Linked DNA regions of Sus scrofa: region 1 is linked to region 2. Evidence: chromatin contacts called from public HiChIP or PLAC-seq data. All regions are on one chromosome and are shown on one strand. The core of a region is the stretch at or near the end of the contact, and the rest is flanking DNA. Distances in the headings are between cores, read along the strand shown.

The links. HiChIP or PLAC-seq counts read pairs in DNA pulled down with a chosen protein or histone mark.
Region 1: an H3K27ac HiChIP or PLAC-seq map of alveolar macrophages shows a contact between it and region 2. The contact joins two enhancer-like sites. A contact is called at or near these places in 4 of 47 Hi-C or Micro-C datasets (blood, embryonic fibroblasts, liver and 1 more) and 1 of 2 datasets of contacts at active chromatin or transcription factors (alveolar macrophages).

What each region holds. Positions count from the first base shown.
Region 1 is chr1:265,190,549-265,194,896 of Sscrofa11.1, forward strand. The region is part of intron 6 of PSMB7 (proteasome subunit beta 7); the gene reads right to left. Among named protein-coding and RNA genes, the nearest start is that of PSMB7, 43 kb to the right of the region's middle. Within about 2 kb of position 1,288, at least 1 of the 83 cell types and tissues checked has an H3K27ac peak or open chromatin away from gene starts, as enhancers often do. A contact at or near this core is called in alveolar macrophages, where this site is marked.
Region 2 is chr1:264,993,837-264,998,159 of Sscrofa11.1, forward strand. No RefSeq gene overlaps it. Among named protein-coding and RNA genes, the nearest start is that of NEK6, 82 kb to the right of the region's middle. Within about 2 kb of position 1,750, at least 14 of the 83 cell types and tissues checked have an H3K27ac peak or open chromatin away from gene starts, as enhancers often do. A contact at or near this core is called in alveolar macrophages, where this site is marked.

The sequences.
Region 1 (4,348 bases), core at 38-2,537, 200 kb after region 2:
ATTCAGGAGAAGAAACTCACTTTTTAAAAGGGGGACAACTCAAAATATCTGACACTGGTGAGAAGCTTTAAACCACCAACAGTGTCTTACCACCTAAAAAAGGTTGAAGGGTAATTCTTCAAATCACTTTCTGAACCATAAGGCCAACTTCAACATCTACTCCTTCCTAAAATAATTCTTTAACTCCGCTGGAAATCACTACTAGGGATAATTCTATATAGGGCCCCAGAATTTATATCTTGGATTTCTGACATCTCTAAAAACTTTTTTTTTTTTAAGGGCCACACCTACAACATACGGAAATTCCTAGGCGAAGGGTCGAATCAGAGCTGCAGCTGCCAGCCTACACCACAGCAACACAGGATCCGAGCCGCATCTTCGACCTACACCCATAGCTCACAGCAACACCAGATCCCCAACCCACCAAGAAGGACCGGGGTTCAAACCCACATCCTCATGGATACTGGTTGGATTTGTTTCCGATGTGCCACAACAGGAACTCCCAGAAACTACATTTTTTTAATGTTAAATACAAGAGAAAATTATTAGGGGAAATTAATACATTTGCTGATCCAATAATAAAGACACAATTTACTATGTCTAATGCTTCAGGTCTTCAAGGAAAGCCAGCAAGCAGGAATTGTGACCAAAAGCAAATGACAGAAACAGCCTGAGGGAGAGGCTCTAAAAGCAACCTTTCACTAGTTAAATACACAACTGTCCCAACTACTGCTCAAATCCAATCCAGAAAGAAGTGTGTCAAGTATATTGCAACAGTTACATCTAAACATTTCCACGAGTTCCCGTCATGGCGCAGCGGAAATGAATCAGCGGAAATGAATCCGACTAGGAACCATGAGGTTGCAGATTCAATCCCTGGCCTCCTGCTCAGTGGGTTAAGGATCCGGCGTTGCTGTGAGCTGTGGTGTAGGTCCCAGATGCAGCTCGGATCTGGCGTTGCTGTGACTTTCACGTAGGCTGGCAGCAACAGTTCCAATTAGACCCCTAGCCTGGAAAACTCCATATGCCGTGGGTGCGGCCCTAAAAACCAAAAAATAAAATAAAATAAACAATTTCCACACTTGCATTAGTTCTTAATCAATAAGGAATCCATCAAAACCATGACTAGACACCAACTCACACCTACTGGGATAGCTATAATCAAAAGGCCAAACAATAAATGTTGGCAAGGGTGTGCAGAAACTAAAATCTTTATACACTTGCTAGTAACCAAGCCACTTTGTAAACCAGTCTGACAGTTCCTCAAAAGATTAATCACAGAGTTACTACATGGCTCAGCAATTCTACTCCTAGGTACACAAAGAAGAAATGACAATATATGTCCACACAAAAACTTTCACACAAATGTTCGCAGCAGCACTATTTACCACAGCCCGAAAGTGAAAACAACCCAAAAGTCCACTAACTAATGAATGGGTAAATAAAATGAGATACACCCATACAATGGAATACTATTCCATCACAAAAATTAGGATGTAGCACCGGTACATGCTACTCCAAGGATGAAAAGTTATGAAAATACCATAAGTTAAAGAAGCCAGTCATAAACGACATATTACACGATTCCTATTATAGGAATGTCCAGAATATGCAAGGCTGCAGAGACAGAAAGTAAAGTAGTTGTTACTGGCGGCCGGGAGGGTTGAGAGTAAAGGGGGAGGGGAGGAACATGGAGTTTCTTTTGAGGGTGGTTGATCACGGTGAGAGCTGTACCACTCTGTGAACATACCAAATGCTGAGGTAGGCTGTATGCATGTAAACTACAGCTCAATGAATATTATTCACTGTTATTAAAATAATAAGGCACCCAGAGTCCTCCGGGGACTCAGCAGGTTAACGACCCAGTGTTGTCACTGCTGTGGCGCAGGTTCAACCCCTGGCCTGGGGAACTTTCACACACCGCAGGTGTGGCCAAAAATAAATAAATGAATGAGGCATCAACACTCTCAGACAAGACGACCTTAAAAAAAGTCCAAACATCTAGTGACATGTCACCAGTCCAAAGAATTCACATTCTCACAGTAATTTTTTAAAAGCTATCACTAGGAGCAAAAATGTCAGCATGGATTCTCAGGAGCATTTCCTAAGGAAGAATTTTGGCTTTAAGTATATATATTCTTCCCCAGACATAGAAGATACCTAAACAGGTGTAGCACCCAGACAAACATAACCTTAAAATCTAAAAATCTAGAAAAGTCAAGTTCGGCTTATTAAGCTGACACCTACTAAAAGTGCTACTAGAAAAACAGTCTTAAACACCATCAATATCAATACAGACAAGAAAACTATTGTTTATGACCGCTATTGAGGGTCAGTTTCTTTTTTTTTTTTTTAATTTTGCATTTACTTAAAACTCTGTTTGATGCCAACAGGATTCGAGTCGCACAGGAAGGCGCTTTGGCTAAACACTGATAGTCTTCCTTGATCTCCATTGTCTGCTGTGTGGGTTCCGCCAGCAAACCTCCCAGCGAGTGGTCACCTTCCCATGGAGTCATTAAACCTCTGAATGTCAGCTGGTGGGATTAGCCAGCAGCTTCCACACCTGAGCCCCCGTGGCAGGGACAGAGGCATTTGGATCAAGATCACTAATGAATACAGAATTCATATGCCGCTTGTCAGGGCTCCTGAGCTCAGAGTCGCACAGATGCAACCTAAATAAGACGGAGGACAGAACAATTGTTGACGAAGATTAAAAAGTTTTGGCAGTTGGGGAAAAAAAGAGCACCTCATTATTCAAATATGATATAGTCTTGCTCATTTTTTGTATTTTTTTGTTCAAGTTATTCATGCTTTGCCTCAAATGGACAAATGCCATTCACCAACATTTAAAGACTTCTCGCTCTCATCACTAAATCTGAAGACTATGCTACCTGAACATCAGCTAGAGAAAAACAGCTCTCCTGTAAATATCTGAAACTTTGGGGGAAAAAACAATCACAGGATATCTGAGGTGGAGGACAATTAAAATATGAAAAATTCTGATGAATTCAAAGAGAGGAAAAAAATTTTTCCATAGCCAAATGACTTACTTCTATTCCCAATATTTCTGTATTTCTACCTCCCTTGCATCTTTCTATTCCTGGGTTCCTTCCAATCCCTGAGCTCACCTAAGAGGTTTACTTACACACCTCCTCTGACATTTGTCTGGCTTCCTGCCATCTTCACAAGACCTCATCAGAGGAAAGGAAGAGCCCAAACAGCCCACCCCTCCGCTTACCTGGAATAAGATGTCTTCCCCACTCTGTTGACAAAGAATCACAGGCCTACCAAAGAGGCAGGACGGCATCATGACTGATCACATCCGAGGGCCAGACTGACCAGGGCTCAACCCTTGATTCCGGCACTACCTGCCTGTGTGACCTCAGGCCAGACATTTGACCTCCCTACACCCTGTTTTTCTTCTCTACAAAAATGAGAATAACAAAGTACAGACTCCACATGACTGTTGAAAAGTCAACGAGATAATGCAGAGAAAGCTATTAGAACCGAGCTTGGCATGGTGTAAGCACTCAAAAAGCATCAGCTATCATGATTACTGTGTTTTCACTATCTTCTCCCCATGGCAAAAAGGCAAATACTTCTGCAGCCTGTGCTATGTGTTCCATAGGCTTTTCCTACTGTCACTGTGACCACTAGCTAGGCCTATCTCTGATTTTAAGCATTCAGACGGGAAAGAAGAATCATACCCATCTCTATCATGCTATATATAAATCACCAAGACGATGCAAGAACCAATAACCAAGTTAGTTGTTGCTATGTGGTGTTTGCATCCTACTAATGAATTACTAAAAAAAAGAGAAGCAGCAGCCATATTCTAGAGCCAATTTTGTGGAGCCACTGTATGAAGTGTTTTACAGACCACACCTAATCCAGACAGCAACCTGCAGGCAGGTCTCTGGATCCCCATCCTCTGGATGAAGAGTGCCGGGCTGTGGCCTGCTCAGAGTCGTGCTGCGAGTTCAGGGGAAAGGCACTCACAGCCCAACCCTCTAGCTCCTTAGCTCCCATGGCCCTTTCCATCTGACCACACTCAACTCAGCCTCCGTGTTTCCCTTTGGAAACCAGTCTTGGTGCCAAACTCAACAGATTATGTTCTTTAAATCAAAATAATACAGATCTCTGACACTACCGTCCATCTGCAAGGCACAAATAAATCTGAAACTCTGTGCCTTTCTACTACTAGACTTCAAACAAACACACAGCCACACTTACTTCTAAGATGTGCTGTCAGAACACCATATTGGTATCAACTCTTTCGTTATTTAAAGTGGATCTATAGCTGCCTGCAATGACAGATTAGTTGTGTTTCCTCCATAGCTAGATGTTT
Region 2 (4,323 bases), core at 500-2,999:
ATTGCCCTCTGTGTCTGACCCAGGAGTCTCACATCATCCAAGATGTGGGGGCAGGTTAACTTCTTAGCTTGTAAGTAGGGTAAAATCTCAGATCCTGCATAGTTCCTGGCAGTCCTCCTCTGCACTGAATCAGACCTGATCCCATGGCCAAGAGAATACTGCAGAAGTGATGTTATGTGACTTCGAGACCAAGTGTTCAGAGATGATACAGCTTCTGCCCTCTTCTCCTGGGATGCTCATGCTTGGTTCCCAGTCGCCATGCTGTGAGGAAGCTCAAGCTGCCCTGAGGAGAGGCACCCACAGACAGTGACTCAGCCCTCACCAGCTTGTTAGAAATGTGAGTCAGCCAACCTGGAAGTTGAATTCTACAGCCTTCCAACATCTTCCTGAAGTTGCAGGCTCAAATCCCCAACTCAGAGAAACCATGAGAAAGATTACTGTTGTTTTAAGCCATTACATTTGGGGCTGATATATCATGTGGCAGAAGTCACTAGTACATGGGACGCAGCCCTCATCCCCTCAGTGGCAGGGTTGTCCAGCAGAGGGATATTCTGAGCTTTCCTGAAATCCCATGTGGTGTGGACGTTGAGGTGAGAGTTGGCAGACCTGCCATGGGCCTCTGAGCTTCAGTTCATCCATCTCTATAATGGGAGATGCTAAGGGTGCCTCCTTCCTAGGATTGTGGTAAATATTCCATGAGATAATCCACGTAAAGCACACCGCAAAGTCCGACAGGAAGTCAACTTTTGTGACTTGCAAACTCCATCATGAGCGTGTATTGCTTTAAATGATTTAGAGAGATTAAAATTCAGACAACCAAAAGAATAATCACTCATAATCACACCACTAGATGAACAACAAATAACTTTTTTGTCACACACATCTGCTTCACATCTTCTTAAAATTACACAGTCATACAGGCATACGTTCTCCCGTGAGAAAGGAACCCAAACATTACAGATGAAGCTGGAACCCTCCTGATCACCCCCAGGTCCCACTCTCCTGGACAGGCCTCAGCAGGAGTGTGGTACGTCTACCTCTGGACCAGTTTTTCTCCCAATGCTACTTGCAATGTCACCTGCACAGTTAGCCCCACCTCCGTTATCAGCACTACAGAGTCATGGTGTCACCTGCAGTCAGCCCCATCACACCATGTCAAACCAACACACACCAACTATTTGTCACCTGTGTGTGGAGAGGCTACAAACAGGCAACATTTCTCCCTGGTGTCATCCCCGCCCAGGCACGCAGTGTCCCCCAGCTCGGTGACATTCAGTGCTTTGCAGTCCTATACTCCATCAGTTGCGCCATGTGGCGTGACATCACACACACTGTCACTTGGACACAGGCAGACCCCTCCCCCCTCGGAGCCCCGCCCACAGGCCTCCTGACACCCTGGGCGCTGCCGCAGTCCAGGCCCTTCCTCCCGCCAGTAGGACCACCATTCAGCCTTCTTCTCCATGAGCCGAGGAAGCCAGGGCGCTGAGGAAGCGAAGCAAATGCAGAGAAAAGGCTTTGTTCTTTGTGGGCAGGTCATTAAGGGGAGCTGGAGCCCCTCTGCCAGCCCCTCCCCTCCAACAAAGGAACAAAACAGCAGCTATTTTTAGATTCATGTCAAACTCAGACCATGGGGTGGGGAGTCCCCAGAGAGAGGAGAGAGAGGCATTTGCGAGGGCTCTAATGAGCGGCAGCAGCCGTGCGGCCGACTCTCCAGGCAGCTGGCCCCCATCTCTGCCGCCAGGGGAGGAGCCAACCCCGGATGTTCCGGAGACAAAGAGAGGGCCGAGACAATGAGAACAATGCCCGGCCTCCAGGACGCCTGGAGGTGGGGGGAGCATCCCCCACTGTGGAAGGAGGTGCCATTGGCCCAGGGCTTGGGCCTCAGGACGCTCCCGCCCTTGTTGAACCCACAGGCACCTCACAGGCCCCAGTTCCCAAAGGAGGCTACCTGGGATGAGCTGCTTGCCAGGAAGCGCCTGGCTCTTCCTACAATACAAACCTCTCGTGATGGGCAAATTTGGGATCCTCCAGACCGAAGAATGAATCCCAGCTGTGCCTCTTGGAGCTGTGCGGTCTCAGCTTCCACACCTGTAAAATGGGAACCATCACTCTCACCTCCCAGGTGGTGTGAGGCTTCCAGGAAGTAAGAACCGGGCACACAGTAGGTCCTCAGCCCACTGAGCTGTGAGCTCCTCACAGAGCAAGGCCTTCATCTCCCACCCTGGGCTGGAAAGCCCAGCATACTGCCTGGCACACAGTAGGTGCTCAGCAAACTTTGTGAAGAGGTTAGTGGAGGGTCCTTACCAGCCTTCCACCCTATGGGCTTGCCCCAACTTGAGTCACCCTCTTTCCAAGCCCTGCTCCTAGTGTCCACTTGGAAAGAAATTTGCCCGCTGAGACCAAATCACTGGTCCGCGGGTGTCACCTTTCCGGGCTCGGAGCCCTACACTGCAATGACAGAGTCCGGCCACCAGGGGGCGCAGTCTCTTAAGGTTTCTGCACCAGCCCAAGTCGTTCCTGCCACTCAGGGGCCAGGAGGTCTGGAGACAGTAGAGCTCACCAGACGGGGTGCCTGGCCACCCCCTCAGCTGGAGATCTTGGAGCTCTTCTCCCAAAACTCCGTGGAGGAGCAGCATTACAACGAAGCCTGTCATCTCGCAATGGTTAGAAAGAAGCACTTTGCAGGCGTAACCAGCTTCTCCCGTTTTGTGGTGTCCTGTCCTCACAGCCTGTGGTGACCCATTGCTGCCCCATGCTTACCCCACCAGTTTCAGGATTTCCTGTTCTGTCACCCTCCCTCCCCAGCCAGAGAAGCCCAGGCCACCAGAGCCAGAAGCTCCTCAAGTTGATCTGCGGGTTCAGGAGTCCCATTTTACAGATGAGAAAGCTGAGGTCCACGGAACAAACCTCAGGGGTACACAGTGAGGAGGCGGCTGAAAACCTAGGTCCTCTTTTTCAACGTATGCCATCCTCACACGTGAGCTGTTTTTCTGTTGTTCTAGGGGAAGGAAAAAGAGAAAGGAAGATTTTCAAGGTCTTATTCTGATCTAGGTCTTTGGCCTTCCTCTGTACCTCATTATTTCATCGAACCCTCTACCCACCCCTCGAATAAGAAGTTATTGTCGCTACTTATGGATGAGGAAACTGAGGTCTGTGGAGGTGGCCCAGCGTGTCCCAGCTAAGAAATGACAGCACTGATATTTGTCCCTGGGGCTGGCTGATTCCCAAACCCATATGCTTTCTGTTCCATGAGGTTGAACTATATAAAACTGCCACTCCCATAGGTCAAAGTTTTAAAAATATCTGGTATTGTATGCTTAAGCTTAGTACTATGCCAAAGAGTTGCTCTTATCCTAAAGGAAGTCGTCATTAATTGGAATATTCTGGTGACAGTGAAGGATGGGCGATTTCTTTGGGAGCAAAACACCCTGAGGAGATGATAGCTACTGCAGCGATCACCCCTTCCGATCCCAAAGTCTGGATCAGGATCCGGAAAGGACCAGTGGGCTCTCGAGGCTCAAGTTCATGGACTCTGACGACAGAGGAGTCATGCATCTTGGGCAGGAGGAGAATTGGAGGAGGGTCTTGAGGGGACACAGGGCTCTCTAGCTTTGGGAGGGAGGCCCCTTGGAAGAGAGGCACGCCCAGGTGAAAATTTTAGGATGTCACACAAAGCCACAGACTCTCGTGGCTAGAAAGCCGTAGGGTGCTGTTGAATGTCCAGCAATGTCGTAAAATGCTCCGAACGTCAAGGGATATCACAGGATACCATGAATTCTTGCAAATGTCATACATGGTTGTAAGTGTCAAAAGATGTCCTAGCGTGCTGTAGATGGTTGTAAATCATCAGTGTCAAAGACCGCCTTCCGGTGTCATCACAGAATGCTGCAGATGGCTGTGAATGTCATGTGGTGACCTAGACCGTCATCCTCGATGGCCCAGACCGTGGTAGGCTGTCACAGAATGTCAGCCTCACCGCGTGTCATGGAAACTTCCAGCCCGTTGGAAAGGACTTGGGGTTCCAGGTTCACACGCTCATGTTGCAGATGGGAAAACTGAAGCCCAGAGAAGAAAAGGGGCTGGTCTATGTCTCTGAAGTTCCCCCACACAGTCCCTGGCAGAGGCAGTCTGTAGGCTCCCGACTCCAGCAGCCTCCCTTGGCTGAGGCTCATGGGGACCAATTAACCCTGTGATGGAAACCGTGTGGCCCAGTGGGTATTCAGCAAAATCCCCACTTCTGACTGGCACTAGCCCTATGTCAGGATGGGGAATTAGCTCCATGTGTGGGGCTTTCTGCTCCAAAAAGCAAAATCATGCCTTCTT